2 separate regions of the Lactuca sativa genome follow, and region 1 is linked to region 2. A link is a contact called in public Hi-C data. All regions are on one chromosome and are shown on one strand. Each heading gives the region's core, a stretch centred on a gene start, on an enhancer-like site or on the middle of the called end of the contact. The rest is flanking DNA. Distances are from core to core; before and after follow the strand shown. Region 1 holds the start of LOC111904101 (receptor-like protein kinase HERK 1). Region 2 holds the start of LOC111878355.

The links. A called contact is a pair of places that touch in the nucleus more often than the background predicts.
Region 1: a contact with region 2 is called in a Hi-C map of seed, with 4 times the contacts expected there. The contact joins the promoter of LOC111904101 here to the promoter of LOC111878355 in region 2. A contact is called at or near these places in 2 of 4 Hi-C or Micro-C datasets (leaf and seed).

Annotation. Positions count from the first base shown.
Region 1 is chr5:326,806,815-326,812,857 of Lsat_Salinas_v11, forward strand. It overlaps LOC111904101 (receptor-like protein kinase HERK 1), which reads right to left and starts at 4,565. Exons shown (of 1, transcript XM_023899877.3): 1 at 1,320-4,565. The coding sequence starts at 4,003. The coding sequence ends at 1,499.
Region 2 is chr5:326,467,423-326,473,487 of Lsat_Salinas_v11, forward strand. It overlaps LOC111878355, which reads right to left and starts at 3,088. Exons shown (of 2, transcript XM_023874863.3): 1 at 2,471-3,088; 2 at 1,673-1,940. The coding sequence starts at 2,649. The coding sequence ends at 2,503.

The DNA.
Region 1 (6,043 bases), core at 3,315-5,814, 340 kb after region 2:
CTAATGCTTCCATAGACCTTTGTGTTTATGTTATCATGATCATTAGTTTGCCCCATTTTGTAGGAAATTCATAGGAAAGAAGTGTTATGGTGATGGTATTTGGTTTCTATCTTTTCTTGATCTTAGTGATTTTTTTTGTTTAGAGTTTTGTGATTGGTTATCCGATCTATGATTTTTGATGAGTTGTTTTATTCAATTAATTTCGTTGCTATCTTGGAGGTTTTTCCATGAAATCAAATTTGTTAACCGAGAAAAATAGAAATCGGTGGTGTGTTTGAGCTAATTTAATTATATTGAGAATTTCAGGTCTTAATATTTTTTCAAAAAAGCTTTACGAAAAATATAATTATAATTGAATTTAGTCATGAAAATTCCCCCTGAGTTACTAGTTTTGATTTGGAAATCGTCACTTTTTATGGATTTTGTTATCAAATTTGCAACAGGAGGGGTGTATGTATATTTACTTTTTGCCTCTACAAGACTAGAACAAGTGTCCACGTTTATTTTTCCTTTGTTTTTTTTTGGTATCTAATTTTCTGACTCTTGTTGAATAGTGTAAGAAGATTCATAATAAGGTATTGGATTATAGACATAGTTTTCTCGCTAATTGCAAAAGTTAATGATCAGATAAATCTAAATCAACTTACCAATAAACTGAAGATGTTTGGCAAGTGTTTTTGAAAGGCGATTTTACATGTTTATGGCTACATATTTTCTGGAGAATTTTATCCTGGGAAAGATATTATTATTATTCTTTGCAAGCTTAGTAAATCCATATGGTAATGTTGGTATTGACTTGAAGGGCCTCTTTTTTGTATCTGTCCCGGGCCTCAAATTTATATATATATATATAGTAACACAGTCTTTTGGGTTGCCTTCGTAACTAGCAACTAGACAGAATGACTTTAAAGAGAGGTTGAATATATTATTTGAATAATAAATTAAAATAATTGATTTATTAATGTATTATGAAAATAATAGATTAATTATAAATCATATTATTTAATTAAGAGTTAATCAAAAGTTCAGAACTGCTTGACAATTTATTAATAATCGAGGAAATAGGCTCTAGCACCTTCTTAAAAAAGGTTGGACGAAAATCTAGGAAGACCCTAGGTTATGGGCTTGTTGGTACTTAAGGAATTAGGTATCCTCCTAAACGAGTAACATAGAATTAACCATGTCCATTTAATAAGGCGTAAAGCTTACTCCTGCCTAAAGCTTACTCGTAGTAACCTTATGGTCAGCAGTCAGTTAATTCATAGTTGTATACCATAAAGACCAAAAATAAAACATTTTCACCAATTGAAACACACAAATCGAGGCATAAAACAGATCAAATAATCAAATAAGTTACTCATTACATCATTTAACAAACCACAAAATTACCCAAGTAACTACATATAAAACACCAAGTCCTTTTTTTCAAACTCTATATCAAATAAAACAAATAATCGATTAGCCTCATGCTCATGATGAGTAAAGTAACCCCCACCCTTCATCTCCCCTCCGATTTCACCAACTGTGAGAAAACCTTACTCATCGACACCCCAGAAATATCATCCCCGCTCGACATCTCAAACTGAGCCGCCCCATCACCACCACCATCACCGCCACGATTAAAGTCATGAATCACTGGCGACAACTCTCCGATCACATTCGTACTATTCTCATCCGGATCATTCTGAAGAACCGCTTCTTGAAGTTGAAGCACATATTCAAGATTCCACAAAACATCACCCATCGAAGGCCTATCAACCCCAAAATCAGACAAACATTTCTCAGCCGTTTCACCAAATTTCCTCAAAGAATCCGCCCGAATCTTCCCCTTCAAAGTCACATCAATTATCTGTTCAAGCTGCCCTTTCTTCTGCCATTTCATCGCCCATTCAGCCAAATTCACCATCTCACGAGGCAAAGACGGGTCGATCACGGGTCGAGCACACAACACCTCAAATAGAACAACTCCAAACGAGTAAACATCTGACTTTTCAGTCAACTGTTGACGCCTAAAGTACTCCGGGTCAAGGTAACCAAAACTACCTTTGACCGCGGTACTTACATGGGTCTGGTCGATTTCGGGCCCCGTTTTCGAGAGCCCGAAATCGGCCACTTTCGCCATTAGATTTTCATCTAACAAAATATTGGCTGACTTCACATCACGGTGGATCACCGCCTTTGAATAACCCGTATGTAAATAATGTAACCCGCGGGCCGCCCCGATGCAGATTTCAAGACGTTGCTTCCAGCTCATGCTTGGAAAACCCGACCCGTATAGATGACTTTTTAAAGTCCCGTTTTCCATGTATTCATATATAAGAATCATTTCGGATTTTTCATCACAGTATCCAATTAGGGAAACTAAATGGCGATGTCTGAATTGTGAAAGCATTTCGATTTCTGTTTGGAATTCGGCTAAACCTTGTTGGGATTTTGGGTTTCCTCTTTTCACAGCTACTTTTGTTCCATCGCTTAAAACACCTTTGTAGACTTTACCAAATCCACCGATTCCGATCACCCAGCTTTCGTCAAAATTGTTGGTGGCTTCTTGAATTGCTGCGAATGGACACCTGTAATTGAAGTTTGAGCCAGCACTAATTGTTGTTCCATTGGAGTATTTGCTGCCCATTGTTTGGGAAATCCCGTTGGTTGATAATGGAATCCAGATCTTTGATTGGTTGAGTTGTTCTTGTTTTCGTTTTTTGTAAACACAGAAGAAAATGACACCTGCTAAAATTGCTACAAGAACTCCGACGACTACACCGATGATCAGACCGATGCTCTTTTTAGAGCTAGAATTGGAGGACGGGATGTTTCCACCGGAAAGACTACCGTCGGAATTACTCAACTTCATAATCTCGACGCCGTTCAGTATAGCGTTGGGGTTAACGTCTTTGATGGAGGAAGGACCGATGCTGATGCGAATTTGGTTTTTATTAAGCGATTGGGTTACGAAATCGGAGTAAGACGCCATGGCTAAGCTTCCGCCGAACTTGGTGGAGAGATCGTAATCGGGTAGAACGTTGGAGTCGTCGATGTAGACGTTGAAGTAGAGTGTATTGGCAGAAGTACTTACGATATCGCAAAAATGGAGGCGGACGAGATACTGGAATCCACGATCCACCGGGAACTCCCAGGTGACGTTGAAATTGGCTTTTGGGTCGTTTTCAGATGCCATCGTTGCGGCGGTTCCATAGACGCTGACCGGAGCATCGTCTTGAGTAGCGCCGTCGGGTGGGTATCTAACAGCGGTGGGATTTGAAACATTCGATTCAAAATTCCGGTTCTTTGAATAGCTCAGATCAGTAACCCAAGATCTCCACAATGAATCATTCCTGGATGTGACCACCGGACCACCCATGTTCACCCTAGCAAGCGTCTCCAGCGCCTTATTCAACATCCCTTTGAAGTTTGTCGGAGGGTTGACGGACATTGCATCATCGGGGATCAACGGATCTGGAACCGAAACAACTTCTAAACCATTCAAGAAAGCAAATGAACTCCCGGTAGGTGTAAAGGTGATTTCAAGGTCGCCGGAGGTGACATTTACTGAATATTCTTTGGTCTGAACACTTTCGGCTTTGAAATCGCTCAACAGAGAGTGATCTGGAGTTGAAACGGAGAAAACTGCGGTGGTTAGATTGTAATTACTGGCGGAGAATGGGAAGAAATAAAGACGGATCCAGTGACGACCGCTTTGAGTGATTCGAAAAGTGTATGTAGATGTTTGTGTAAAGATTCTTGCTGTTTTATACAGCGGAGAGTATTCAGATGAAGGAATTGAATTTGCAGAAGTATCAACCAAAACATTTTGTGGGGTTGAAAGAAAACTCGAAGCCAAACTATCAGATAAAAACACCCGATTGCCGATGGTGGTGTTGCTCGGAGATCCACAATCAATCGAATACTTATCCGCCGGATTAAACTGAGAATAACAAGAAGATAAACACAAGAAGAACACAACCCCGATAAACAGTAGCTTCAACCCCACAAAACCCATCATAATAATTCGATTTCAGATGGGGGTTTTCACAATAATCGATAAAACAAAAGGGGTTTGCTTCGATAAATTAGAAATCTAGGGTTCTTGAACCCAGATCAGTAGCAATTAAGAGATCTACTATCCAATACCCATATAAGATTGAAAGAAAATGAAACACCTGACAGATCAAGAACAGCAGATTTGACGAATTAACCAGATGTTAACTGATGCGCTGTGGAGAACAGAGAAGATATTGGGATTAATCAAAGCATAAATCTAGCGAGGAGCCAGCCAGGCCGGTATGAACAGGACGGCAAGCATCAGATGGTGACAGATTGATAGATTCGTTCGGGTTAACGAAAACGATTAATAAAATAATATGAAAAATCAGCTGTGTATTGATAGGATGAAATTTGGGGTCAAAGGGAAATGGTAAGAAAGTTTTGTTTTTTTCCTTTTTTTTCAAAAGGATGATGGAGATTGTTCTTGTTGGTGGTGAGTAGTGGATGAAGACGAGTGTAAAGAGAATCGGAGAAGAAAAAAGATAAAATAGACAACCTCGGTAGAAGCCTGCAATGGCGGAATTAGACCAAAGGAAATGTTTTACTTAGTCACCTTTAACTTTCTAACTGCTCTATATAGGTCCCTTACACTTTTCTTAATTCAAATAAGGTCCACGAAAGCTGTTATTCGCTATAAAGTTTGGCCTTTTGTCCCAATTCATATTCTAGCGTTCGTTTGTTTCCGCATTGATTAGGGTTGTCCATCTTTTTTTTATTTTAATTTTATATATAGTGGCTTTTTTTAAATAATGGGTTCAAGTCCATATCAAACATAGAAATATAGATCCATTAAAAAAATTATTAGTTTTATCGTTAAAAAAATACATCTGAGACTTATGTATTACATAGGTTAATATATATATATATATATATATATATATATATATATATATATATATATATATATATATATAAATGTTTTAATATTTAAGAACTTTAAATTTATAAAAAATAAAAAATAATAATGAATTATTATGATAGAAATAGTTTTTATCTTTTAAATTTAAATAAATAAACAAAAAAAAAACAAATGAGCTTTAATTTTGAGAATTATAAAATTAAAAAATAAATTCATTAATGACATTGATATCCATTTAAATAGTATATTTATTACAATTATTACAATAAAATATTATATGAAATTTAAAAAATAAAAAAAAAAAACTTATAAAATAACATGTAGAAAAAAAAAATTCAAAATAACTATAAAATCACATTTGAAAAATTAAATGAAAATGCAACAAATGACAAAGAGAAAACCTATTATAATAGATTCATTATTACATCCACTTGCTTAATGTATATGAAGTTCAAATTGTTCAGTAGATAATTCTTTTTAATATAAACAATTAATAGATACATGATTTCAAGAAAAATATAAGTTTTACATGCCTTTTGAGGGAAAAATATATAATTAAAAGAGTTGAATAATAATGCCACAATTTATTTATGAAGTAAAAATTCAATACGATAATAGTGAGTATATTTATGTCTGTCCTTAAAGTTATCTTTTTATTAAAAATATCTATATATTTAAAGTTATCTTTTTATTCAAAATATCTATATATTTGTATAAAATAAAACTGCAAGGACAATCTGTATAAAAAATAATTTTAAAATCAAATCTATAATAATAATAATAATAATAATAATAATAATAATAATAATAATAAAGGAATAAAAATATAGTTTAGTTATAATATATTACGATTTCAATCAAATCAAAACCCATATTAGATTCTTGTTTACTTGAATTCAAAGATATGTAGTTAATGTAGATTATGTAAATATATCTTTTTAGTTTTATAGTTGCGTATTAATGAATTAGCTATCTTTTGGTCTATGTGGTTTATTTAAAATTTGTCATATGAATATGACAATAATTATTCTATAATTTTTTACATTGAGATATTTATTCAAATAGTCTCTTCCAAAACAAATTTTATACAAAAATAGTCCCTTTAACTTATAAAATAGTCTCTTTTTACAAGAAAGTTGC
Region 2 (6,065 bases), core at 1,838-4,337:
ACCATATCACTGTCACGCACCACCACCACTGTCACCTACACCCCACCACCACCACCACCTCCGCCACTACCCATCACCATCTCCACAACCACCACTACTACAACCATTAACATCATTGCTACCACCACCGCCACTGTCATCATCGACCACCACCCACAACTAACACCATCACCATCACCATCATTTACTATTTTTATAATTTATAAATTATTAAAAAAAGTATAATTAAGCAAAAAAAGGACAATTTTGTCATTGTACATTATTCTAATTTCATTTCCTACTAACCAACCAAAAATATGGAATTAGATTCAGATTTCATTCCTATCAACCAAACAAAATATGAAATTGGATTGCAACTCTTGATAGATTTCAATTTCTTGACAAATTTCAATTCCTTTAAAAACATTCTACAAACCAAATGTCACCTAATACTTAGTTATTAGGACATGGTTTCTCACGACAAGCTAATATTAATCATTTATTGGAAAATACATAAAATTTGTATGGTTGGTGTAAGCGCATTTTCGCTTTCTAACCTACAGGAGTTCAAGTCCATTAGTTTGTTTTCTTTCTCTCTTGCGTAAGAATTTTTGGATGATCACCTTTTAATCCCAATTTTATTTATGCACTCCATAATCAACCCCACATCCCAATTTTAGTTGCTTAATCAGCTTTCAGAAGTTAAATATTTAGTCCCTCAACCTTTATATATTTTCATTTGCCTTATTGTTTGGTATTAAACTTTGAATGTTTATAAAAACTTTTGATTTCTTTCTATAAACTTTGAATATATAGGTATTAAACTGAATATTTGAACGTGTTGGTATCTTCTTTTCCCTTGTATTTCAAACTAACCACTAAAAAAACCTCTCAAAAAATTTTATTTTGCAAAGATCTAACGAAATGAAACATATTTTGCGAAATATAAAATCAAAACATGTTCCCTATTTGAGATCTTTTCCGAAATGAGGTTTGTATTTCTCACATCCTATCATGCCTATGGAAGTATAGATACCCTTTTCTGCTTGTATCACAAAATAATAATTATAAAAACCTTTCAGAAAAAGAAAATCGCCAAGATTTTGAATAATGAATTACATTTTGCTTAATATGTCTATTTTTCCTTTTTTGCGCACTATCATGTCTACGAAATGAAAAGTTATTGTCGTATCTTATGGTGGTTTAACTTAAATTATTAAAGCGCAAATTGGAGAAAATAACATCATAAATTTTGCCTTCTATATTGACATAGGTAGCTTATTTAATTTTAAACCCATAATAACAATATACTTATAGTTTATTATTGATTATAAAATTTTATAACCTCTACCATTTTAATTTTTAACAATCATGAGAGAAAAACATGACAAACCTCTAACAACTTTCACAATGAAGAGAGAAAATGCAAATGCAAATGCAAATGCTGGTGTCCGATGAAGCTTCATGGTTAAGAACATTTGATTTTTGCATATTTTCAAAACTTTGACACAGTTTTTATCTTTTGACAAAAATAGCCCTTTAAGTTTAAATATTTCAACTTTGGCAAAGATTTCTAGAAATCAAACTTTTCACATTTCAGAATGTATAAACTTCACTATAAAACTTTATAAATGGCATTTTTGCCATGATTTTGGTTATGCAAGTTACTAAAAAATTTAAAAAGTGACAAACGTAGCCTAAACAACCGGTTTTTGAAGCATATTTTTAAACAACAACAATAGTTGTAGACATGAACTCGATTATGGTTGATGCTACAATTATGAGAAACATATCCATGCCATCTTTTAACCACACAACTTTACTTTATCGGATTTTTAGCCTTCTTCCATACTTTTTACTACATAAAAAGACTAACATTTGGTAGGAGGAACCTTTGTAAATTGTGATTGATACTTTTTTGCATATAATATCTACATCAACAGAAACTAAGTCATTAAAACCTGCAAGAAAATTCAACTTGGTATTAGTTATATTTCATTTGTATAATTATAATAACACTGATGGAATGATATAATTGCACCCAAAAAGAGGCCATAACTACAAATGAGCAACATTTTTATCCATTATAGCAATGTATTTGCATCCTAAAGAAGAACAAAATTTCCATGGGTGTTCATCCTAATCTAAGAATTCAAAGCAGCATAAAAAATACAAAACTATATCCAGTTATATGATATTGATGTCACCTTTGATCGCATAACAGTTTCACACATCAAAACAGTATGTACTCATCAGAAGATAGCTTCATACAACAAAAGGGGCAATTCAAAATACTATGAAGCAAACATAATCCCACTGTTGAAGGCGAATTAATTGAAGAAAAAACCTAACCATACCATCGTCATTATCATAGGACTTGATTACGAATTATGCATACCTAAAGGGCATATTACTTAGGGCAAAATAAGCAGAAACCCCGCCAATCAAGAATTGATTCGAATTATTACATGATAATGGAAGAATTACTCACCAGCGCAATCGAAAACGATAGCAAATTGCGATCTAACCAACATGAAATGGACCGATATCGCCAGTACGAAGTGAACCAGCGATCTCATCAGCAACAGTCAAGCACGATATAACCCAACCACTCAGCGCCATCCACACCATATTCGCCATCCACAGTGTCATACTCCAAGGTACTGCCATAGTCGTACCTACTGCTACTGATGCTGCTACTCTTCAAAATTACTTAGGTGTTTGAATTATACAGAAGGTTTCGAATAATACCCACAAACAAGATTCATCAAATCGACCAAGAATCTGTCATTTGAGCATATTTTTAGAAATCTACTGTGCATAGAAACCAACAAACCCTATAAATCTGTGTCTATCTAGAGAAAACGATTGGAGAAGGGTGTTGGGGGTTTGGGTGTGAATATATATATATATTATATACACATCAATTTTAGGTGAATTAATGAACGGAGGTGGCAGATGATATTGATTGGAAATTTTGGAAGTATGGAGATCTTGACAAATTCTGCCACTGAAAGACTGAATCACAAGAACGAAATGACAAAGGCAGAGATAACCTTTTTGCTTAGAAGATTGAAAGCTGTTCTAATTTTATTCTTTCAAAAAGGGGTATGTTCATATAATTATATAAAAAAAAGTGGCAATTTGTAAAAGAAATATGTCGTTTGGTAGCAATAATTCTCGATATGAACTTGTAATTCATCATTGACTAAAATCTATAACATCGTTTTATCAAAATATATTTTAAATGAAAATATGAATCACTAATATCAAATTCAAGAAATATTGGTTCAAGTGTAGATTTTTAATCCAACCAATAAACCTTGAATATTACATCTAGAATTCTAGATGGTATCACAAGAAACATTAAAAGTGTAAGATTTGGTACGGGTTCAAGTATCTCACATTTTTTTCCTTTTTTCTATGGACGATGCGGTTTTATGGGCAGTGGTTTGACAGATAAATTTATTTGTATTATTCCTTTGTTGAGATGTTTTTATTTGACATATGGACTTCAAATATATGTGCTCAAGAGTGATATTTATGTAGTTGGTTTTTCATTTGTATAGTGGAAGGGATGTATGATTCTATTAATTATAACGCCGATTAGGTGAAATATGTCAAGGAAGAAGGGATGGAATTCGGTTTATGACAAATTTGAAAATGAATTGTCAACTTGGAAGGCTAGAAGCTTATCTTTTGGAGGTATATCTGCTCTTGCAAATCATGGTTAGGAGGTTCTTCATTTTAACCAAAGTTCCTAGAATTTTTGTTCCCGATTTTAACAATCGAAGTGTTGCTGCAAATTGTTTTAGCATTGAAACGTGAACTCACAGTTTGCATAGGCAATCGAGGGGTACGACTAAAATGGATGAATTTCTAAATCCCTATTTACATCATTTGATGCATCTGAATCAAATCATTGGTGTAGAGCTTTGGTTCGATCGGTTAACTCTCGATTGCTTCTTCAAGTTGTTTTTCTTTTATAGACAATGGTATGTTGGACCCTCGATAATGTTTCAACAAGATAATAAATTTTTTGTTTCTATCAAGTTGAACATTTTATTATAATGTTTGGGTCTTAATCATTTGCTTATTATGGCCAATCTTGGTTAAAAGGGGATGAATGTGGATTAGGTGTTAGGCCCTTTTTGTCTTGGAACCACAAGGATTATAGATCATGTTTTTACTGTGTGTCGTATATCAATTTTTATTTGGCAACCAGGGCCGGAACACAAATAGTATGATTAGAGGTGTCGGAATCAAAATTTCAAAACATAATAATATAGACAAGAAAAAAATTTGTTCAAAATTATGACAATAAACAAGAAAACTAGTAGAAAAAATATTGTCATATTGTTTAATAAAAATGAAATCTATCCACTTTTTTTTAAGTCTTGGAAAATTGATTTTAAACTAATCTTTTAGACTAAGTTTTCAATCAAAATGCAAAGGGTAAATGGCACAAAAAAACACTCTTTTTACATAGAAATTCGATTTTGACACCGTATTTTTTTGTGTCAATTTTGACACTGTGTTTTCCAGTTTGTTACAATTCTGACCACTTGACCGGTTAACCAGGTAACATGTTGACGTGGCATGATGAGGTGTCAGTTTTGATGACGTGACATGCTAACATGATATGCTGACGTGTCAAATTGATTTTTTTTCCACAAAAAACACTAAGTTTTCACTTTTTTCGATTTTGACAATAAGTTTAATTTTTTATTTCAATTTTGACACTATGTTTTTTTTTTTTTCCAATCGAACATCATTTATCAAATTTTGTTCAATTTTGTCTATTTTCCATTTGAAACCGTATAAATATATTTTTTTTATTACATTTTAAACCGTATAAACATATTTTTTTCGTTTAAAAACCACATTTTAAAGTTACATATTTAATATAAAATACAATTTTTATATAACTAATACATATTTATACATAAAAATATGGTTTGAGTGTAAAAAAAATGTATTTATACAAAACTATGGTTTTTAAATGAAAAAAAAACATATTTATACGATTTAAATGTATTACAAAAATATTTATACGGTTTCAAATGAAAAATTGTCAACATTGAACAAAATTGGAAAAAAAAAATGATGTTCGATTTGGAACAAAAAAACATAGTGTCAAAGTTGAAAGAAAAAAGTTAAACTTAGTGTCAAAATCGAAAAAAAGTGAAAACTTAGTATTTTTTGTGAGAAAAAAAATTCAATTTTGACACATCAGCATATCATGTCAGCATGCCACGTCATCAAAACTGACACGTCATCATGTCATATCAGCATACAACTTAATTAACCGGTCAAGTGGTCAGAATTGTAACAAATTGGAAAACACAGTGTCAAAATTGACACAAAAAAAACACGGTGTCAAAATCGAATTTCTGTATAAAAAGAGTGTTTTTTGTGTCATTTACCCAAATGCAAAACCACAAATTATGCAAAACCATACTTTATAATCATATCACCATATAAATAAATATTCTACATTTTAATACTCTTTACTTTTACTTTCTACTAATAAACAGATAGATAATTTGAATGTTCTATTTTTATTTCATTTTTTACGGTAACGACAATATATAATTTTTAATCAAACAATTAATCCTTATCCCTATTCTAATAAAAGAATAGTTTTTATTCTCCTTTTGACATGTTTTACCCTATTAGGTCTCTTAATTAATGCATATTTTATTCTTCTTTTGCCATGTATCATCCTATTAAATTTCCTAATTAATGCATGTCACTTGTTAATCTATTAATTCTTCATTTCAAATTTCAAATTTTAAATTTTCCACTCTAATTACATTAAATTAATAACATTAGAATAAAAACTACAATAAAATTAATACAAATTATAAAGTGATATAATTTCATATATTTATTTAATTCGATGATTATAATTTTATATAATAAAAAAAACTTTTAATTAATAATTTATTTAAAATAATTGATTAATAATTTTGAATTTTTATACTATGAAAGTTTAATTAATTTTGTAACCGTGGGAACCACGAATTATAAACTAGTAAGTAATAAATAATTCTAATTAATGGATAATAGTTGTCCTACACTTC